2 separate regions of the Mus musculus genome follow, and region 2 is linked to region 1. A link is a contact called in public HiCAR-type data. All regions are on one chromosome and are shown on one strand. The core of a region is the stretch at or near the end of the contact, and the rest is flanking DNA. Distances in the headings are between cores, read along the strand shown.

Region 1 (7,096 bases), core at 2,337-4,836:
GTGTCGTGAGTGGATTCATTACAAATGAGAGATATACCATTTCTCTCTGCTAAGCAGTTCATACTTCTATGTTTCTCCAGGATTAGTGTTAAGGTCTCCTGTTTACTTTGCACGTGTCACTTCTTAAACTGTGGTTGTAACCTGTGCTTCCAGTTGTCCTAGAGTTATTTGTCACCTTCCCCCTATTTAGTGTGAAATGTATAAATTGTTATTTGTCTGACCTATTGATGCTGGGCAGACGGTATATTTTGTGCCAAGATGTCTGTGACTGTCACAAGATGCAAAAAAGCTCACAAAGAAAGGGAGACTTCCAGGTTAAACATTTCTGGAATTGAGGGTGAAGAATACAGTGGCAGACTTGTTCTTCCTTGGTAATACTGTGTTTGTTACAGTGAGGGACGGATGCTAGAACTGAGTGTGTCAAGGTATGGCAGTGGTTGTAGGAGTTGTTTTCTACAATATAAGTGAACCTTTTCATATGGTACTCCTGAAAAGTGGTTATAGCATGTCTAAAAACAGTTCCTAAAGTATCCAGCTGAGAGTTATGAGAACTTTTAAATCTCCTTAACCAAACTGGTTTAAAAGAATTTATCTAGAACTGAAACATTCATGGGTGTGGAGGAGGTACTGAGGAGACATTTAACACTGAAAGAATCTGACAGACTAGAACAGTGTAATAAATACTAAATAGTCAGTGTTTGTGGGAGTCAGGTATTGTTACATGTTTTGGCCAAGTATTATTTTGTGTTTGTATGTCATATCCCCGTAACTCCCATTTCAAACATAAAGGGAAACCTTTATTCAGAATGGGGGTTAAATAGAGTTCTATTTTGACAGATTCTACAGAAACAGTGAAACAAAATGTTATCCTTAAACATTAAAAAGAAAAGAGCTTTAAGACTAGTCACATATCAGTGTATGTGTATTACAAAACAGCTATCAATTTATGGTTAATTACATTAAATGGAATGTCTTTAGTGTTGAAGGTTTTTTTTTGTTTGTTTGTTTGTTTTGTTTTTTTTGGGTTTTTTTGGTAGGATAGGAAAAGACTTCTACTTAATGGAACTTCATTCAAAACTTACAAACAAGAATGTCTGTTGTGACTTCCTGAGCCTGTTGTGAGTACTGTGTATGTAACAGACCAAATATGTCCGAACCAGTAAGTGCTCAATAAATTGTCAGTGTTACTACTGTTGATTGTCCTTCTACTGTGTTCTTTTTTATACTTTAAAATTTTTTTACATGGAATTTCCCTCCCCTACTAGGTCTATCTAGGACTACTGCAGACAGGGATATAAAGTCAGGATTATAGATAGCTCAGAATTTGATATATACTATGCTTATAATTGTATTTAAAATAAATAGAAAAATAGCTACCTTGAAGTTTATGTTTTCTCTGGGTGGTGGGACTAAGTGCCAGTTCTTCTCTTATCTATAATTAACCTATGAACAATATGTTTCTTATTAATAAAAGTTTTTTTAAGTCCAAGGACTTGATTTTTTTCTTTCATAATAACTAGGATCAGTTCATGAATAGAGTTAAGGCTCCTTCTAATTATCTGTAGCTCTTTCTATGTCTTAAGAAATCTTTCACCAAGATTCTTTTTTCATTTTCTGTAGTCTTGTAGAAATCTGACAAATGATTTGTAATTGGGCAATTGGAGTTTTGAAGTAAGAGTTCTTAAATTTAAATTTTGTCAAACTTTTCCTGTTAGTTTCCCCATCTGTAAGATAGCCTAATGGGTAGCTTATGTGGTTGTTGTTAGAGTCAAAGAAGATAATGACTACCAAGTGCTTAGTAGCACAAGGTTCAGAAAGTGGAAGCTATTGTGTAAAGTTTTGAAATGGGTCTGGTGGCTAAAAGAGGACATTTTCTTGAGTTTGGTTGGCTTTAGATTTGTGGGCTTTGTCAGAGGAAATGAAGGAAAGGCTAGCCATACAGTTGTCAGTTGCTGAAGTATAACTGCCCCACCTTTTCATCATGAACCGTGGTATGTCTGAGAGAAAACTATAAATTCCAGATAAATACATGCATGTGTATAAGTCTGTGTATATGTGAAGTACTTTAATAACTTGTATTCCTGTTGCACTATTTTACTTACAACTGGTATTTAACTTACTGAGTCCCCACAAGAAAGTTTTACACTATTAAATGTTATCAGTCCTTTAGTAGTTAAAGTCTTTGTTTATAGTCGCAAACCATTTTGAAGGTGAGATAATCTCAACCATTTAGTTATGAATATCATGTTTAAGATGCATTTCTATAGTTTTGGTTTTATGTTTCATTCCAAGTTTCAAGCAAGTTTAAGTCTGAATATTATGTGCATTAGAAAGCTGTGACATCTATTTGGGGTTCATTAATTTCCCCGTCATTTTAAGCAACAAGTAAACTAATGTAGTGAGTCCATATTTTAGTCATTTAAAAATATGTAGCGAGATTTTAAAGCCACACCAGTGACAAGCTGTACAGCTTAGAATAGACATATGGAGACTTTTTAGTGAGATTGCATTCTCTTAAATTCTTAGCCGAACTTAAGATCTCGTGTGTTTTTCGGTTTTTAAAAGTCAATAGAAAACAGGACTCGCTTTCGAGAACTAGAGTTCTACAGGCCACCACTCTTCTTTTGAGGAGCTCTTAATTTTTCTTTCTAAACTTTTCTAAACGCTGGGGTTTTTTTTGTTTTTTTTGTAAAAAACAAAACCCAGTCACAAGGAAGGAGAGGTACAAAGAATATTTTACAACGGAGAGGATTGAATCTTGTTCACTCTCGTTATTCACTTGTGTTAACAAAGGTTATCTAGTAACTGCCTTGAGAAAACTAACAGTAAAATTTTTAGAACTAGTAAGGGTCTCACCAAAAGGAAACTTTCAGTCTATGGTTCACCTTCCAGACTGCGCCAGCGCAGGCGCTCTGTTTCTCCCTCCACCCCACCCCTTACAGACGTCCGCATATTGATGACATCATTAGTCCGCGCCACACCCTGGGCCTCCGAGCCTGTGGGAGAGCCAAGTCCAGGGCTTTCGCGTAGCGGGGCGGGGCCATCCCGTGCTACTACGCATGCGCGCCGGGCATGGCGGAGGCAGCTCTTTCTTCGCCTCTCTCCCCGGCTCTCCCCGGCCGGGGGGGCTGAGTGCCCTCCCCCTTTCCTCCCCGCCCCTCCCCTCCCCTCGCCCCCTCCCGCCCAGCGGGGCTTCTAACTGACAGTCGTCGCCCGGCCCGGTCCGTGCGCCGCCTCCTCCTGCCCGGGTCCCCCCGCAGGTAGACAGGGGCGGGAGGGGGTGTGAGGGAGAGGAGGAGCCGGAGCCGCGGCGGCCCGGGGCTGCGGCCCACTCGGGAAGGAGCCGAGCCCTCTTAGTCCTCGCCCCCTCCCAGCGCCCCGTCGGCCCGGGAGGGGGTGGGGCGCCGAGGCCCCGCGGGCCGGGCCGGGTGTGGAGCGTGCAGCCGGCGCGGGCCGCGCGCCGCCGGGGGGAGGGGAGAGGAGGGCACCTAGCTCTCCTCTCCCCCCTCCCCCGCGCGCCATGTAACCCCGCCCCTCGGGCGCGAGCCTGAGACCCCCGCGCGCGCGGGTCCCCGGCCGGCCGGCGACGGAGGAGAGCAAGGCCCGATGCGGCAGGGGCTGCGCGGCGCCGCGGATCTCTGAGGAAGCGGCCCGCGCTCCCGCGTCCCCCGGTGCCCGGAGCGGCCGCTCCTCTCGACCCAGCCTGGGCCTGCCGGGGGCATGAGCGTGCCGGAGCCACCGGGGGAGATGGAGCGGGCCGCGGAGGAGGAGCGGCCGCCACCGCCGACCGGAGAAGGGAACGAGGAAGAGGTGGTGGTGGCAGCGGCGGCCCGGGCCTCGGGGCTGGTCCGCCGGAGGAGTGCCTCCTCGGTGGACGAGGAGGAGGAAGCGGCGGCGTCGGAGACGACGGTGGTCGCAGGCGGTGGCTGCAAGGAGCAGGAGCTGACCTACGAGCTGCAGCAGGGCTACCGCATCCTGGGCGAGTTCCTGCAGGAGAAGCACCGCGGCCTCACCGCCCCTTTCCTGCAGCCCTTGGGGGGCGTTGCCGCCGGGGAAGAAGAGGTGGCCGAAGGGCGGCGCAGCGGGGGCCGGGGCAGTCGCGTCCCCCCGCAGCAGCCCAGCCAGGGCATGTGTCTGTTGAAGATGGAGGAGAAGTTCTCCAGCGGCCAGTACAGGGGCATCACGGAGTTTGTGGCGGACTTCAGGTTGATGCTGGAGACCTGCTACCGCTTGCACGGTGTCGACCACTGGATCTCCAAACAGGGCCAGAAGCTGGAGATGTTGCTGGAGCAGAAGTTGGCGCTTCTCTCTCGGTAAGTGAGCTCGGGTCCCCGGTGGGACTGACAAACCGACACAAACACACCCACACACGTGTCCGAGAAGGGGCTGGGCCAGGGCCTGGGGGGCGGCGCTGATAGGTGCTGAGTTGGTGCTAGAACCGCGGGAGGAGGAGCGGCCGCGCTGGGCGCGGGACCGGAGGGGTGTGGTGGGCACCCACGCCAAAGCCGAGAAGGTAGCCCTGTCCTAAGAACCCCAAACTCGGATATAACAGGTAGATAAGGTTCAAGACGTAAGACCTACCGGAGAAGGCGAAAGCCTTTTTGTAGGATGGAAGTTGAACCCGCCACTTATAGACAGTTTACAACGGCACGTGGGGCGAGATACCTTTAGAAAAATAATGTTGCTCGTAGGGAATGATAGTCGAGCATACTGTCTGTTTCAACCATTTGGAATTTAAGTGTGATTAAATGTTTCCGTTTCATGAGGAAATTGAATTTTTTTTCAGTGACAAGAAATGAATGCACCAACACAACGTCTTTCATAAGTTTAGACTTGCATGGTGTGGGCCTGTCGGAGACTTTTTCCAGTGCTAGATAGAACAGAGGGTTTCAAGCATGCCAGACAAGCACTCTTGAACCCAGCCTCAAACATTTTTTATTCTACTAGAAATTATAAATAATTCAAATTGTACAGGGCTTTCGGTATACACCATCTATATGATTCCCCCCCTTTTATTACTAAATGAAATAGAGAAGAGAAAATAAGTTAACATAGGACACTGAAGGTGTTTTATACAATAATCAGTATATAGTGAACATGAACCCAGTTAATTTAACTTTTTCAGTAATGGAAAAGTTAAAATATTAGAAATGTTAATTAAAGTAGATTAATTAATTACCAGGATTTTTAATTTTGTGTGTATGAGAGAGTGTATGTGCACTGTGTGGGATGGGGCATGATCATGCAGTGGAAATCAGAAGAAAGTGTCTGGTGGCCGCCAACACTCTACATTTTTTCCTTTGGGAAAACGTGAGATTTGCATATTTTTTTAAGAGACTGGAAGCTAGCAAGCCCCAGCCAGCCTCCAGTCTTCATCTCCTTTGGAGCAGGGGTTACAGGTTGGTTCCATGGTAATAGGATCTGAACTCAAGTCCTCCTGATTGGGCACCAAGGGCTGTTAAGTGCTAAGTCATCTTTCCAGCTCCTGGAATGGGGGTTTGAGTTTTATTACCGGGCTGAGCTTGACTGATTGACTTTTTGACCTGTTTGCTTGTCTATAAAATAGGGTCTATAAAATATTCCCTACTAAAAAGGTTGCTGTGAGGACTAAATGAGGTTTTTTTTAACAAAGTCAATAATATAGGTCATGTAACTCAATGTATTAAGCACAGTAGTGTAATAAAATGAATATTATCTCAGATCTGGACTTGGGCATTGTATGAAATGTGTAAAATCTGTTATTCATTTGTCTTTGGCTTCTCATATACTATTTTAAAATTTATTAATAATTTCACTAAAAGAATAATATAGTAAGTGTTTACTCATTAAAAGGCAGATTCTCTTTAAACAGATTAAAGTTGTTTTTGCTTTCTGCAGTGAAGTAGAATTATTTGGTAATAGGTTAAGTGTTTACAAATTAGCTTTGTAAGTTTAATATTTTTATTTGGTGATTTTTTTTTTTAAACTGTGTTACTCTTTACAGTGTAGTGTAGTGGAAATGGCACATATTTAAAAAGCAGTCCATTCAAATGTCATAAATTGTAAAAACTTTTTTTAAAAGAAGATTTATTTTAACTTGTGGCAGAGGGCTTATATGCATGTGAGTGCAGGTGCCTGTGAAGGCCACAGTTTGTCAGAGTCACTGGAGCTGAAGTTACAGGTGTTTGTGAGCCGCCCGAGGTGAGTGCTAGGAATCAAACGCTGGTCCTCTGGGAGGGAGCAGTATGTGCTCTTAGTCATCTGAGCCACTCTCCAGTCCCACGTGTCATTATTGTTAGATAGCTAAATATACTCCAGACTGATGTCACAGGATTTGAAACACAGAAGGAACCTTAGTGTTCTTGTCATCCACCTAGTTTTACAGATGGCAAAAATAGCACATAGAATGAGACAGGATAGCTCTATGGAAGTTCTAAAGGTTAGCATGTATATACAGCGCAACTATAGATATATTCAAAATTACTGTGTGAATAACAAATCTTTGTCTACAAAATGACAGGTTATTTCTCTTTTGCATAAAAATGTATAAATATTATTCCTAATAGCTTATGCTCAGAAATAGCTCCATGAGGTCTACACTTAGAATTTAAACTAGCAATGTTGTAAAGTTAATAAAAAAAATAGATGTTTCTGATTTATTAGGCCAAAAGAAATAAAAATTCATGCGTTTTAGTAGCAAAAGTAATGTGATAGTCTCAAATAGATAATTTTGAGTCCCTCGTGTTTTTGTGTTTTGTTATTTGATGTATGCAAACACTTTGTAAGTGCTAGACTATATCTGTGGATACTAAAGTTTTTTCTTTTTTATATTAGCTTAAAATCTGAGTCATAACTTAGCAAGTATTTTGAGTGGGCAGAACTGAGTGAAAGCTACAGCTTCTTGGAATATAGGTTGGATTTATCGATGTTCAAGAACAGTATTCTACAGACTTTATGTGATTATGGTTTTCGGAAAAGAGATGACCTTATGAGTATCTTCAAGAGATGTGTGGTATGTTAGTCATTAAACAAGTATCACATGTTATCTAAGTTTTGTCTTCTGACGTATATTTCTTAGACACTGAGTTATTACTTTCAAATGGTAAAAATTACTTTA
Region 2 (7,096 bases), core at 1,784-4,283, 2.9 Mb before region 1:
CATGTTCTACACCACCATTCTCCTAGAATGTGTTTCAGGGCAGGACAAATTGTAAGTTGAAGGTTTTGTGACTGTGTTGGTGTCCCAGTACCACTACCAGGTTACAGAAGATGGCTGGTTTAGGCTCTGGGTCCCCCATTACCAGGAGTCTTCACTAGGATCACCCTCGTAGATTCCAGGGAGTTTCCACTGCAGTAGGTTTCTGTATCACACTGCTAGTTGCCCCCAAATTCCAGTTATCTCTCCCAGTACCGCCTCCCACCCCCCCCCCCCCCCCCCCGTCTGATCCTTCCTGTTCTCATCCTCTCCTTCCCCCAGTCTGTTCACAGAATCTATTTTACCTTTCCAGGTAGATGCATGGGACCCAACCCCCTGATCTCTGCTTATCACCTTGCCTCTCTGGGCCTGTGGATTATAGCATGGTTATCTTTTACAAACAGGTAATTCCTGCTTATAAGTGAGTACATACCATGTTTGTCTTCCTGGGTCTGGGTTAGCTCACTCAGGATAATTTTTTTTTTCCTAGTTCCATCCATATGCCTGCAAATTCCATGGTGTCATTTTTCAAACAGCTCAGTAATACTTCATTGTGTAAATGTACCACATTTTCTTTTTTTAAGATTTTATTTATTTTATGTATGTGAGTACACAGTCACTGTCCTCAGACACTATAGAAGATGGCATCGGATCCCATTACAGCATTACAGATGGTTGTGAGCCACCATGTGGGTACTGGGAATTGAACTCAGGACCTCTGTTAGAGCAGTCAGTGCTCCTAAAGGCTGAGCCATCTCTCCAGCCTGTACCACATTTTCTTTATCCATTCTAATGTTGAGAGACATCTAGTTTGTTTCCAGTTTCTGGCTCTGATGAGCAAAGTTGCTATGGACACAGTTGGTCAATTGTCCTTGTGGTAGGATGGAGTGTCCTTTGGGCAGTAATTTGATTTTTTTTTTTTTTTTTCGAGACAGGGTTTCTCTGTGTAGCTCTGGCTGTCCTGGAACTCACTCTGTAGACCAGGCTGGCCTGGAACTCACTCTGTAGACCAGGCTGGCCTCAAACTCAGAAATCCGCCTGCCTCTGCTTCCCAAGTGTTAGAATTAAAGGCATGCGCCACCACCACCTGGCAGTAATGTGATCTTTTAAGGCCCAGATGCAAGAAATTTCCTAAATTAAAACATTGGGTACAGCAGAGATAGGCAATCCACTGGAAAGGAAAGAAGCAGCCACATTTATCTTGATCATTTGTACTATCTTATAAACCTCCCATGTCCCCAAGCTTAGACCAGAAGTGTTATCACCTATCTTTACTTAATAAACCCACTTTGTCTTAACTCTTTGTGTGTGTTGTTGTTGTTGTTGTTGATCATGATGATGCATAGCCAAGGATCTGACTTTACCTGAGGGGAGGACCCAGTGACAGTGATGGTGGTACTGTCAACGAACAGAACTGACAAGGTCTAGAAGCTACTAGGAATACTTGTGAGGGATTCTCTTGACTAGGCTAACTGATAGGCTCATTCTAAACTTGGGCAGCCCAGATATTGGCCTACACATAAGGGAATCCCAGGGATTTGTATTCAGTTTGCTTGCTTTGTCACGTGCTGGTGAGTTACCTAGTGTTTCTGCCATTGTTGATGTTGCTGCCTCTGGCCTCATCCACTGAGATCAGAATCCAGGTTCTTCCACAGACTAAAGACTAGTCGTGGCTCTCCAGGAATCCTTAAAGCCTTGTGGTCTTGTTGGACTGCTGAGGCATGTTACCTCCAGCACTGCGAAGCTACCAGGACAGCCATTGTTGGACCATTCAAGACTGTGCTGGGTAAACCAGTCTAAAATTAAAACAAAAAAACCAAACTCTTTTTAATATTGATTCATTCCATCTATTGTGTTCTTCTATCGAACTCCAGTAAAGTCCTTTAACAAGGAACTTTCCAGGCTCTGGCAGCACTTCTGGGCTGTGTCTCTCCACAGCTATTAACAACATCATTTACTAATATAACTGTCAGCAGAGGGAGGAAGCAGTGTGTTACTTATGTGGTCCAGGGTATAAAGCAATCCTCCTTGCATAGCCACCCCAAATGCTAGGAAAACAGGCATGTGACACCAATCCCAGCTTGGCTGTAGAATTCTTTAGCCTTAAAAGATAATCCTGAAAACAGAGCGAAACAAACTGCCTCCTCCAGGAATATAAAAAGGTCTTAAGAAGTCTGTCTTATTCCTTCATAGTCCCACTGCCTTTATTTGAAGTGATGATGCTCCTTTTGTTTATGGGCAGTGTGTCTACTTATTCTTGTTCCTTAGTAGTGTATATACATTCAGAAGGGGCTGGCTTTCAGATACGGTTCCTTGGAATCTTGGTGTCACGTCCCTCACTTCGCAAGAGGAAGGGGTTAAAAAAAAAAGTCATCAATATGCAAAACCTGTCACCAGATGCCCTATTCTGACCCAACTGCCAGACCTCCCTGGTCTGCCTGGCTGCTCAAGCGTTCAGTGGATTCTCAGGCGCCGCCTCCAGGTGTCATCAGTACAGAGATGGGGGAGGAGGGTGAGCTCACCCTAGAAACCGAAAGGCAGATGGTGAGGCCATGCGCGTCTGAGCAGCATCATGAGGACTTGCTGCGGGGATGGGGGGTGGTGGTGGTGGTGGAAGTTTATCAAACCAGGGAAGCATTTCTTTGCCTTCTGTAAAAGGCTCCTCTGTCAGGGTTGCGTACAGCTCCAGAGTAGCAAGGGATTTCATGTGTCAAGCGTCTTTCCCAATTCAGTTTCTGAGTCTCTCAAGTTGAACTCAGAGCCCTTTGGGGAGCACCCTGTTCATCCTATCTACCTTTCTGAATGTTATCGGCCCAGCGGGTACTAAGGTGTAGGTTGGGGAAAGTAGCTCGCCCCGCACTGCGTCGCCATGCCTTGGCTGGCACGCCACCGGCTCGGCAGGGATCGCGCATGCTCCGTGCGGTGGGGGGCGGGGCTCCAGCCCCCGGAAGCGTTCTCTCCCCGGCCGCGTTTCTTTCCTGTGCGAGGCCGGGCTACGGCTCTCCCATCGTCTCTGGTCCTGCCTCTGGGTGAGTAGCGGGTTCCCGCGGGGCCGGGCCAGGTGCGTCCCCCATCCCTCCCGGTCCCCCAGGGCCTGGCGCTCACCTGGGGAGACCAGCCCGGTAGTCACCTGCCTCCGCGTCGGTCACACTTGAGCGCCGCCCCGGATCCAGCGGATTAACCTCCAAGGGCGTCCGGGGCCTCGCCTTGGCGCCCGGCCGGGCGCGAGCCCTCAGGTCTCAGCGCTGGCGGGAGACTCCGGCTGCCCGCAAGGACATCTCTTGTAGGCGGCCTGGTCATTGGAGGATCGGGGGCGCTCAGGGCGACCTCAGGGCTAGGCTTGTAAGAAGGCGGCTGGAAGGAGCCGGTCCGCTCGTGCCGGCCCCTCTCCTCCTCCCTCTTTGTGCAAAGGCGGAGGTGTTTCTTCAGTGCTGGCCATGCTTTCCCAGAACATGCTGATGTTAATAATGACCTGCCCTCTCCGCGAAGCCTGGCAGGAATTCATTGTCACAGTCTGCGACTGTAGGGCCTTGATAGGCACAGAATTGCTGGGACTTTGAGTTGAGAGACCATTTGGAGCACACTGCAGTGACTTAGGGAATACTGCAGTAAAAACGTTAGTAGTTGCTCAGAGATAGGGTATCCACACTGAAACCAGAGCTAAACAGGAAAAGATTTAAAATGATATGCGTTTAAAGATAATTCTGAATTAACACCGGTCTAGTGGTGTTTCTTAGTGATATACAGCAATGTGTATATTTTGTTAAAATTAGCGTCTATGCAAAATTGAAATACATTCTCCACATTTGCAGCCAATTTGCAGATATATCAGTGCTTTATGAATGATAGATGGGTATGTACCTCATCTGTGGAGACTGTATAAAATATTTCCATTCACTGTCCACACAGCAGAACGTTTCCGTTTCATTTCAGGATTTCGAAGTCACTTTTGGATATGATGAGCAGTGGTCTTTTTTTTTTTTGTTTTGTTTTTGGTTTTGTTTTTTTGTTTTTTGAGATAAGTCTTCTCTGCGTAGCCCTGGCTGTCCTGGAACTCTGAAGACCAGGCTGGTCTCCAATTTGGAGATCTGCTTGCCTCTACGTCCCAGGTGCCAAGATTAAAGGTGTCAGCCACAGTTTTTGGAGTTCTTTATATATTCTGGATATTAATCCTCAGTCAGTCAGTTGACAAAGATATCCTCCCATTCTGTGGGCTACCTCTTCACTCAAATTTAGCTGCTGCTACCACCATCAACCTCTGCCTAGACCCAGAGTAGTCTTAAATCTGCCTAGAGTCAATGTTAATATTGGAATGGGAAGATATGTAAGCAAGAGATTTGTCTGTTGGTGGTGTTTTTTTTTTTTAAAGATTTATTATATTTAAGTACACTGTAGCTATCTTTAGACACACCAGAAGAGGACATCAGGTCTAATTACAGATGATTGTGAGCCACCTTGTGGATGCTCAGATTTGAACTCAGGACCTCTGGAAGAGGAGTTAGTGTTCTTAACCGCTGAGCCATCTCTCCAGCCCTGGTGGTGTTTTGATAGGAGTAAAAAATTATTACTGTCATCAGGTATGGTGATATACAGCTTTAATCCCAGCACTTGGGAGGCAGGGGCAGGTGGATCTCTGAGTTTGAGGATAGCTGTGTCTACAGAGTGAGTTCCAGGACATCTAGGACTACGTGGAGAAACCTTTTCTCCATAAACAAAAACAAAATCTGTTAGTGTCTTCATGACGTTAAGGAAATATGCTTTAGGAATAGCCTATAGCCCTGATTTATCTTGTAATTCAGTGACTGCCCTGTAGATGGCAATTTCAACATGCTGATTTAAACTCTTGGTTTTTGGAGGCAGAGATGTTTTATGTACTTTAGAATTATCTTGAACCCTATGTAGCCCAGGTTAGCCTTGCACCTTAACCTTGGCCCTTCAGTCTTCCTAATAGTCCGCTGAGATTCACAGGCTTGTGCCACTATACCCAGCTCTGACTGAAACCAAAAAACCAAACATTTTATTGGAATGTCATGACTTCACAGATTGTTAACAAAACCCTTACCCCATCTGTTGCATTATTATTATCAACTATGTTTGAAGCTTTATTGAGATATAGACAACGAAAGTGAAATTTTCAGGTCCTTTGAGAAGTTGATTATCATGCATCCTATTTTTCGAAATCTATACAAGTGGATAATCCTATGGATACTTAGCCATACTGTGAATTGTTACATGAGGCAATTATCATTTGGTGGCTAAATCAGTTCCCTTTTTTTTTTTTTTGTAATCTAGCTGCACTGTATTTTTGTGTAATTATATAGTAGCCATTATAAATCAAATATAGTACGTTCTTTTTATATAGATGTTCTTTAAGTTCTTATTGAATTACTTAACATCCTAGACCAAAGGTTCTTTATCCAGAATGAGAGCTTGCAGTTGTGTAAAAGATTGTGGTACGGATGGTTCCCAGTAGCCAAGAATGCTCTACAAGTCTGACAGTACTGTTGGATGGCTGAAAGAACTGGGAGGTTTTTCTCTGTATCACAACTATAAACAAATGCTAGAGCTATTCCAGAGAAGCCAGTGAGAAGTATTTTAACTCAGCAGTAATAAGAAAAAGAAAACCTATTTTAGAAGTAGGAGGAACGTGGATATTAGTCAGTGTAGTCCTCACTCAGCACCTACCTGAGCAGTCCGGATCCTGATTTATTTATTTCTAGGTGAGTTAATATGTATGAGTATTGTTTTCTTACACCACCACTGCTCTCTTCAGACACTCTAGAAGAGGGCACCAGACCCCATTACAGACGGTTGTGAGCCACCATGTGGTTGCTGGGAATCGAACTCAGGACCTCTGGAAGAGCAGTTGGTGCTCTTAACCGCTGTCTCCTAAAATGTGATGTCACGTCACTCCTGATAATCTTCTTTTGTGAAAGTGTTGCCTTTGACCCTGGAGCTAATTCCTGCTGTAAACCTGATTGTTGTCATTGCTCAGGGATGCGCCATGTTTAAACGCAATCACATCACCTCCCTTTCCCCTGTTCCTGAGTTGGTTAGGTCTCTTGTATCCCATGCTGTCTTACAACTCACTGTGGACTCCAGACAGGCCTGTGACGAAGAGCAGTCTGTGTCAGCCTCTTGGGCACAGGGATTACATGCGGGAGCCCCATGTCCAGATCCTCCCTTTGTTTTCATGTCACATGTAATCAGTCCATACCCTCCCTGTCTCCTTCCCAGTAGGCCAGGGGTTCTCACCCTTCCTAGTGCTGCTACCTTTTAATCCTTATGCTGAGATGACCTTCTCCAACCTTTTTTTTTTTTTTTTTTTTTTTGGTTTTTCGAGACAGGGTTTCGGTTTCTCTGTGTAGCCCTGGCTGTCATGGAATTGTAGACCAGGCTGGCCTCAAACTCAGAAATCCGCCTGCCTCTACCTCCTGAGTGCTGGGGTTAAAGGCGTGCGCCACCACTGCCCAGCTTCATAAAATTTCTTTGTTGCTTCTTCATAGCTGTAATTTTGCTAAGAGAACACACAACATTTGTCTTTCTGATCCTGCTTATTTAATTACCATAATGATCTTCAGTTTTCATTAATTTTCCTGAAAATGATAATTTATTTTTTATAGCTCTCTAAAATCCCATTGTGCATCACATTTTCTCTTAAATATTTATATGTTGATGGACATCTAGGTTAGTTCTATATCTTGACTTTTAGGAATAGTGTAGCAAAAAACATGGTTGTATAAGTATCTCTATGGGATGCTGAATTACAGTTTTTAGATTCATGGTATATAATTCATCTCAATAGTGATTTCTGTAGTGGCTGCAGCAGCTCTTATGCCTTCTAGTGTATAAATATGATTCCTAGTTCCTCATATCTTCACTGGCATTATTTGTTTTATTGATGTTAGCCTACTGGCTGGTTTTGCGTGTCAACTTGACACGGGCTGGAGGTATCACAGAGAAAGGAGCTTCAGTTGAGGAAATGCCTCCATGAGATCCAGCTGTAAGGCATTTTCTCAATTAGTGATCAAGGGGGAAAGGCCCCTTGTGGGTGGGACCA

What was found. HiCAR-type assays count read pairs that join an accessible place to other places.
Region 2: a HiCAR-type map of astrocytes shows a contact between it and region 1, with 2.4 times the contacts expected there. The contact joins the promoter of Atad1 here to the promoter of 9930021J03Rik in region 1. A contact is called at or near these places in 2 of 115 datasets of contacts at active chromatin or transcription factors (astrocytes and embryonic forebrain).

Annotation. Positions count from the first base shown.
Region 1 is chr19:29,802,499-29,809,594 of GRCm38.p6, reverse strand. It overlaps 9930021J03Rik (RIKEN cDNA 9930021J03 gene), which reads left to right and starts at 3,586. Exons shown (of 8, transcript NM_172836.3): 1 at 3,586-4,313. The coding sequence starts at 3,721. Ranbp6 (RAN binding protein 6) reads left to right here. Exons shown (of 1, transcript NM_177721.4): 1 at 1-1,487.
Region 2 is chr19:32,708,235-32,715,330 of GRCm38.p6, reverse strand. It overlaps Atad1 (ATPase family, AAA domain containing 1), which reads left to right and starts at 3,033. Exons shown (of 10, transcript NM_026487.3): 1 at 3,033-3,065.